Linked DNA regions of Mus musculus: region 1 is linked to region 2. Evidence: chromatin contacts called from public promoter capture Hi-C data. All regions are on one chromosome and are shown on one strand. The core of a region is the stretch at or near the end of the contact, and the rest is flanking DNA. Distances in the headings are between cores, read along the strand shown. Region 1 overlaps Wnt7b (wingless-type MMTV integration site family, member 7B). Region 2 holds the start of 5031439G07Rik (RIKEN cDNA 5031439G07 gene).

What was found. Promoter capture Hi-C pulls out the DNA fragments that hold promoters and counts their contacts.
Region 1: a contact with region 2 is called in a promoter capture Hi-C map of embryonic stem cells, with 2.4 times the contacts expected there. The contact joins the enhancer-like site here to the promoter of 5031439G07Rik in region 2. A contact is called at or near these places in 4 of 39 promoter capture datasets (embryonic stem cells, frontonasal cranial neural crest, hippocampal neurons and 1 more) and 4 of 115 datasets of contacts at active chromatin or transcription factors (embryonic midbrain, extraembryonic endoderm stem cells, forebrain and 1 more).

Annotation. Positions count from the first base shown.
Region 1 is chr15:85,568,567-85,571,462 of GRCm38.p6, reverse strand. The region is part of intron 1 of Wnt7b (wingless-type MMTV integration site family, member 7B); the gene reads left to right. Among named protein-coding and RNA genes, the nearest start is that of AU022754, 11 kb to the left of the region's middle. Within about 2 kb of position 1,587, at least 51 of the 459 cell types and tissues checked have an H3K27ac peak or open chromatin away from gene starts, as enhancers often do. A contact at or near this core is called in embryonic stem cells, extraembryonic endoderm stem cells and pancreatic cancer cells, where this site is marked.
Region 2 is chr15:84,986,303-84,989,311 of GRCm38.p6, reverse strand. It overlaps 5031439G07Rik (RIKEN cDNA 5031439G07 gene), which reads left to right and starts at 1,341. Exons shown (of 10, transcript NM_001033273.3): 1 at 1,341-1,703. The coding sequence starts at 1,640. It overlaps Gm39558 (a long non-coding RNA gene), which reads right to left and starts at 1,277. Exons shown (of 4, transcript XR_875533.1): 1 at 1,180-1,277; 2 at 1-157.

The DNA.
Region 1 (2,896 bases), core at 338-2,837, 580 kb before region 2:
CAGCCTCTAACTAATACGGTTGCCTCTCTCACATTCGGTACAGTTTATAAGGGTTGAGAACCCAACTAGGGCAGTAGGTTGCAATTGGTCCATGGACCAGGAGATCCCAGGCCCTGAGCACAGGCTTCCTCTACAGCTTGGGTGCTAGTTTTTGCTTTAGTTCTGGGGATAGAGATGTGATGCTCTTGTAGGATGTAGATGTCGCTGCCTGGCTTGGCACTGCTCTAACAGCTCTGAGGCCAGCTTTAACAGGGAGAAAGGTAGGTAGATAGGTAGGTAGGTAGGTCTGGCCAGCCACCTTGTGACCTGTATGGAGGTTCAGTGTGTTCGTCATGATATACTCTTGGGTGCGGCTGGGCATGGACTTGAGGTATCCTTGGCTACTTGAGATCTTGGTTTTCCATCTGGGCGTGGCTCTAGAGCCCTTCTGGCAATTCCTACTGCGTTCACTTGACTCTTCACACTCCTTTAATTTACCTCAGCCTTTCCTGCCCACCTTCTTCCAAGTTCACACAGAACCCTGCAGCTCCCATAGCGGAGACCCTGACCTCCTGTTAGTAAGGATGACCCAGGGAAGGTTTTCCGGAGTAGGGTGACCCGAGATGCTTCAGAAGTCACCTCTATCAGTCTGAGGTTGAGGCAGAGACTGAGGGCTGGGCTGAGTCTGAACACCTTCTGGGAGGTTCACCTCTAGCAGGAAGTGCTGGGACTTTCCAAGAGCTGACCCTCCCCAGGAGCCAGATTTGTCAACCTGCTATCTCTGTGTTTCTGTGGTCAGGTAGACCAGGTTGGCCTGTGGGGAAAGGATGAATCTAAGCCACCGTAATGTTCCAGTAGACCGGAGTGCTGGAGTGGCCTTCTTGTGGACCAAGCAGGGCTGACATTCCCTTTGGTGACCCTGCCACAGGGTGGAGCACCAGATTAAGCCTGCCAGCTTCTCGGGGTGACCTTTTGAACCTTTGGATGGGCTTGAATGTACCATGGCCAAAGCACTGTGCAAAATGAGCGAGCCTGAGGTTGGTTGGGCAGGCAGGTGGTGTAGAGAGAGTGCTTGCCAGGGGCTCACAATTCTAGCTGCTATTTACCCTGTCACAGCTCTGGGACAGAGATGCATAGCATGAGGGACTCCAGGGACACAGCCCTGAAAATGCTCAGGAAGAATAGTGCTTAGATGTCTGTCCTCTTGCAGAGGGTGAGGTACAGGATAGATAGAGCTGGACAGCTTCCTTCCCTTCAGGCTGTGGCGCCTGTGGCGGCCATGCCTGAGGTTCTGCGTTTCCTTCCTGGCATGGTTGTGGTAGAGTATGTGACAATGACTCCACCTGAGGGAAGTCCTTTTGTGTGTGTGTGTGATAGCCCTGCTCCAGAGGCAACATAGGTTGGCGGCTTGTAGGTCAGTGATGCTTTCTGGACACCTCCCCCCCCCCCACACACACACAGACAGAGCAATGGGACAGGGTGTGTAGTCAGGGCTACAAGGCCAGACCCCTCTTCGCCTGTGCCTTCCAATGCGGGGACTCCTGTAGCAGGAAGGAACAGGGTAGCCACAGCTGCAGCGGGAAGGTATCAAGGAGGCAGAGACAAAGCCTTTGGTTTTATTGCTGCCAAGCTACTATTCAGCCTTGGACCAAACACAGCCCTTCTTTGAGCATCCTCTGGAAAATGGGAATAATGGGCTGCTAGCCAGGCTAGCCACTGGGATTGAGTGGCCCCCTTCCCAGGGCATTCATTCTGAGGCTGCTGACTGGGGAAGCCATCAAGGTCATGGGGAACATCCTAAGGTGAGGGATCATGGTACAGTCCCCAGGGGGCTTCTGACTCAGACAGGCCCCAGCTGTGATGACAAAAGATGTCAGGAATGGGCAGGCTCCTGGCTGAGGCTCACACTGCCCTGGGTGCTTGCTGTGTGGTCAGGCAGGCCCCACCCTCTCTAGGCTCTGTCTCCCACCTGATTCTGCATAAGAACTCAGCCCTGCCTTGAGGTCTGTCTGTAGAGAGATGGTGACTTGCTGTCCTCCATGTGTGGGACTTGGTCCCCAGACTCACAGCTCAGAACATACTCAGTATCCCAGGAAGTGCTGGCTCAGCCATCCAGTGTTTAGACTCCCAAACTGGCGGTAGGCCAGTGGGGCCTGCCAACTCCCTCCCACCGTTTACACCCACCTGTCCTTCTGTCCCTATGTCTCAGGTTGGTGTCTTGGCCAGCCATGCCTTCAGGGCACCTTGTATCACATAGGTTTTAAAGCAAGTGCCATGCTGGGCTTATGGGGGGGTCTCAGCACCAGTTGGGCTTCAGCCAGCCTCACAGCCTCGGGGGGGCCCTGGCATCTCTGAATGTGGCTGTCTCCATTTGTACTGTAGGAAGCAAAGAGTATGGGCCAGGGGAGCCACCTCAGCCTCTGTGCTGGGCCTGGCACACACACACACACACACACACACACACACACACACACACACACACGGTGTTTTCAAAGTGAGAACTGAGCAGGGTCAGACAGGCTTCTTGGAGGTGGAGGCACAGTGGACCCAGGAGTCCCATCTGACTGCTGGAGAGACAGGGTACCCTTCTGAGGGCAAAGACCTGATCCATTAAGGCCAGGACTTGGTATGTTATGTTGGGCCCTGCGTGCCAGGAAAGGCCCTGAAGTTTCTGAAGTCAGAGGTCAGTCAGTGAAATGACAGTGACCCCCATGAGGACTCAGTGAACCCATTAGCCCCCTTAAGCTCTTTGCCCATGTCGCCATGTGCCACTGGGTGGGCGTGGCTTTCCCATCTTCAACCACCCCAACCTACACAGGCTTCCTGCTCACCACCCCGCTTCTCCCAGACTGCCTTCTTTCTCTCCAGGGTGGGGTCCTGGGATGCCTGGCTGGAATGTTAGCTATGTGGAAGGGTG
Region 2 (3,009 bases), core at 92-2,591:
CCAAAGCTGCCAATTTCCTGCTCTGGAGTGGTTTCCACACCTTGTGGTCCCACCCCACCTTCCTTAGAGACAATCTTCCTCAGCAGGCCTCTCTCCAGTCTCCATCACACAGCCTGCATTTATTGGGCGCTGGGAATACAGTTGTCAGAAGCCAGGCCTGAGGAATACACAGTGTCTTAGTTAGAGCTGCCATGGTGCAATGTCACAGACGGGAGGCTTAAACCATTCTGAGGACTGGGAAGCCCAAGGGAAAGGGGCTGGTTTTCTGAGACGCCTCCTACAGCTATGCAGTGTGATGTCAGGGGAGTGGTAAGGATGCTGTGCCTAGGAATAATAGAACAGGAGGCAGGCAAGATATAGTTTGTTTGTTTTTGAGGAAATGTATTGGAGGACACTGGGATCCAAAGGAGACAGGAGACTAGGAGAAGGGTATCCCAGACAGGGTGAAGAAGAGTCGGGGCAGACAGAACTTTATGCTTAGCATGATTGTGAGAATTTGACACTGGAAATGTAACTGGCTGAGACCAGCAGTGCATGGTCACCTACCCTGGTCCTGGGAAAGGACCACCGAGTGAGTTCAGAACGTGGCTTCTGGCGGCTGCTCCCTGCATCTTCCTCTTTTAGCACAGGGATGGATGCCCAGCTGGACCTTGGCCTTTAATTAGGATCACATGCAAGCTGATCTGATCCACCTCTGGCCTCTAGTCAGCACAGGAGCTAAGACAGGAAGCAACTCTCTGACCCCTTTTCCTAAGTGTTCAGCAGAGGAAACTGAGGCGTCCCAGGAGACCTCCGAAAGGAGGTGGTAACTTCTTGTTGAGTTTTGTGAAGCAAGTTTTTAGCAGAACCTACTTGGAAGGTTCAGACAGAAATAAGCAGAGCTGGTGTGCTGGAGGCTTCAGGGAATGCACAGGGCGGTGACAAAGCGCAAAATCAGTGAGGCGCAGAGGGGGCGGCTCAGAGGCGTGACTCTACTGGAGGGGGGGCGGGGGGCGGGAGAAAGTGGACTCAGGGTTGGGGAACACGGGCAGCAGGGAAGGTCAGCAGGCCAAGGAAGGTGTGGGAATGAGATGACGAGAACGTCACGCGACAGGTTGGAGCGAGGACGCGATGGGCTTTTGAAGTTGGCAGCAGCTGGTCGCAAGGAAGTAGGCGGGGCCAGGACCAGGGACGACTCACCGCCTTGCCCAGAGATCTGGGCGGAGTTTTAGGAGTATGAGGCAGGGCCTTTGCGTGTCGGGGGCGGGGAAAGGGCGGGTTTGGGGGCGGGCCCGCGTCGGGGGTGGGGCCTGGGCGGTGTCGAGCGCGCGCGGGCGGGCGGTGGCGGAGCTGAGGATCGCAGTGCTCCGCTGTGCTCCGAGGTCGGCGGTGGCGACGGCGGCGGCGGCGACGCACACAAAAGCGGATTGTGGCTTCACTGGTGCTCGCGGCGGGCGGCAGCGGGGCACGGGCGGCGGGGCGTGTCGGTGGCCCCCGCGGGCGCGGCGCGGGCGATGAGCCGGGGCCCGGCATGGCCTCCGCGCGGCCGCCGGGCAGGGCCTGTGCCTCGGCGTCCGCGCCCGCGGGGCTCCGGGCTGGGCCGGCCGCCTCCCGGGAGTCCGTGGACAGCAGCGAAGCGGAGGAGCGCTCGTTGCAGCACATGCTGCGCGCCATAGCCGAGGAGCGCGGACGCCTTAGCCTGCGCCGTGAGGTCTGCGGCCTGGGTGAGTGACGGGGACGGGCGCGCGCGTGAGTGTCCGCGCGAGTCCACCTCCGCTAGTCCCCCTGTGCTCCTTGCCCTCCGTGCATCCCCACCGCCCTGGGCTCTGTCTTTCGGGACCCCAAGTCTCAGTGTCTTTTTGGTACCACAGAACCCCGATCCTTGTGTCTCCGCGTCCCTATCTTCCTCTGACCGCCAGGATATCTGTCCCAGCTCCTTCTTCCTCTTCGTGGTTCCTTAACTCTTCTTCCTTCTCCTGGAAGATCTGGGGGCCCCACTGCTGCTGCAGGGAGTGTGGGCGTGAGATTTTGGGAGGCCCTTGAGTTCAGAGTTCAAGGCAGTGTGCCCTGACCACATTCCCCAGCCCACATGGAAGACCGCGGCTCTTGATTGCTGTAGCCTTTGTCTTTCTGCACCTAAAGGTCCTCTTGTCCATTAGCTCTACAAGGGACCTGTTGGGCCTCTGCCCCTTGACCCACCTACTTAGCACTGGAATCAGGGATTTGCTACAGCCTCTCCGGGTGTGATTCTGGTCTAAGGAGTCATTCAGCTGCTGGGTGGGGTGGGGGTGTCTCATTGTTTGAAAGGGCCTGGGAGGTGTGGGTGGGGTCGTCTTGGATGTGAGGTAATGCATAACTGATACATTTGCCCAGAACCATGTGGCAGAAACCCCCTCCCCTATAATCTTGGGCTTGTCATTTTCTCTAAAAAAAAAAAAAAAGACCCCTCCCTTCTTCATGTAAGGAATGACTTCATTCTATGTTGTGTCCCCTCACCCCCACCTCCCTGTCAGGGCTTGAGTTCTCTTTGAGGGAAGTAACAGCCTTCTAGATCCTGTCAGTGCTCCAAAGTGGAAGTGTACCCTGGTACCCTGGTAGGACCACAGTAGCAGAGGGAGAGGGTAACACCTGGAACTCAGGGTCCCTTGGTAGGCCACGCCCGGGAGGCTCTGTGAAAAGCAGAAGTGAATTTCAATTCTTTTTTTTTTTTTTTTTTTGAAGGAGACTTTTTTAGCACCTGGCCTTCTTAGGCAGCAGGGTCTAGCCCAGCTCACCTCAGCAAAGTTCTCTTGTCAGGCAGGTACAGCCACCTGGGGGTATAGATAAGGACACAGATTTTAGTGGGTTTTTTTCTCCAAAAAGGTGTCCAGAGAATGGTTTGTAGCTGATTTAGAGTGTCCTTATTAATGGACTCAGTAAACATGTATTTGAGCACCTACTGGGTGCCCACCTGTTAGGGCCAGCTGTCAACCTGGCACAGAATGTCTGAATTGGGGAGGGTCTGGGCAACCGTCTGTTGTAAGCCCCTCA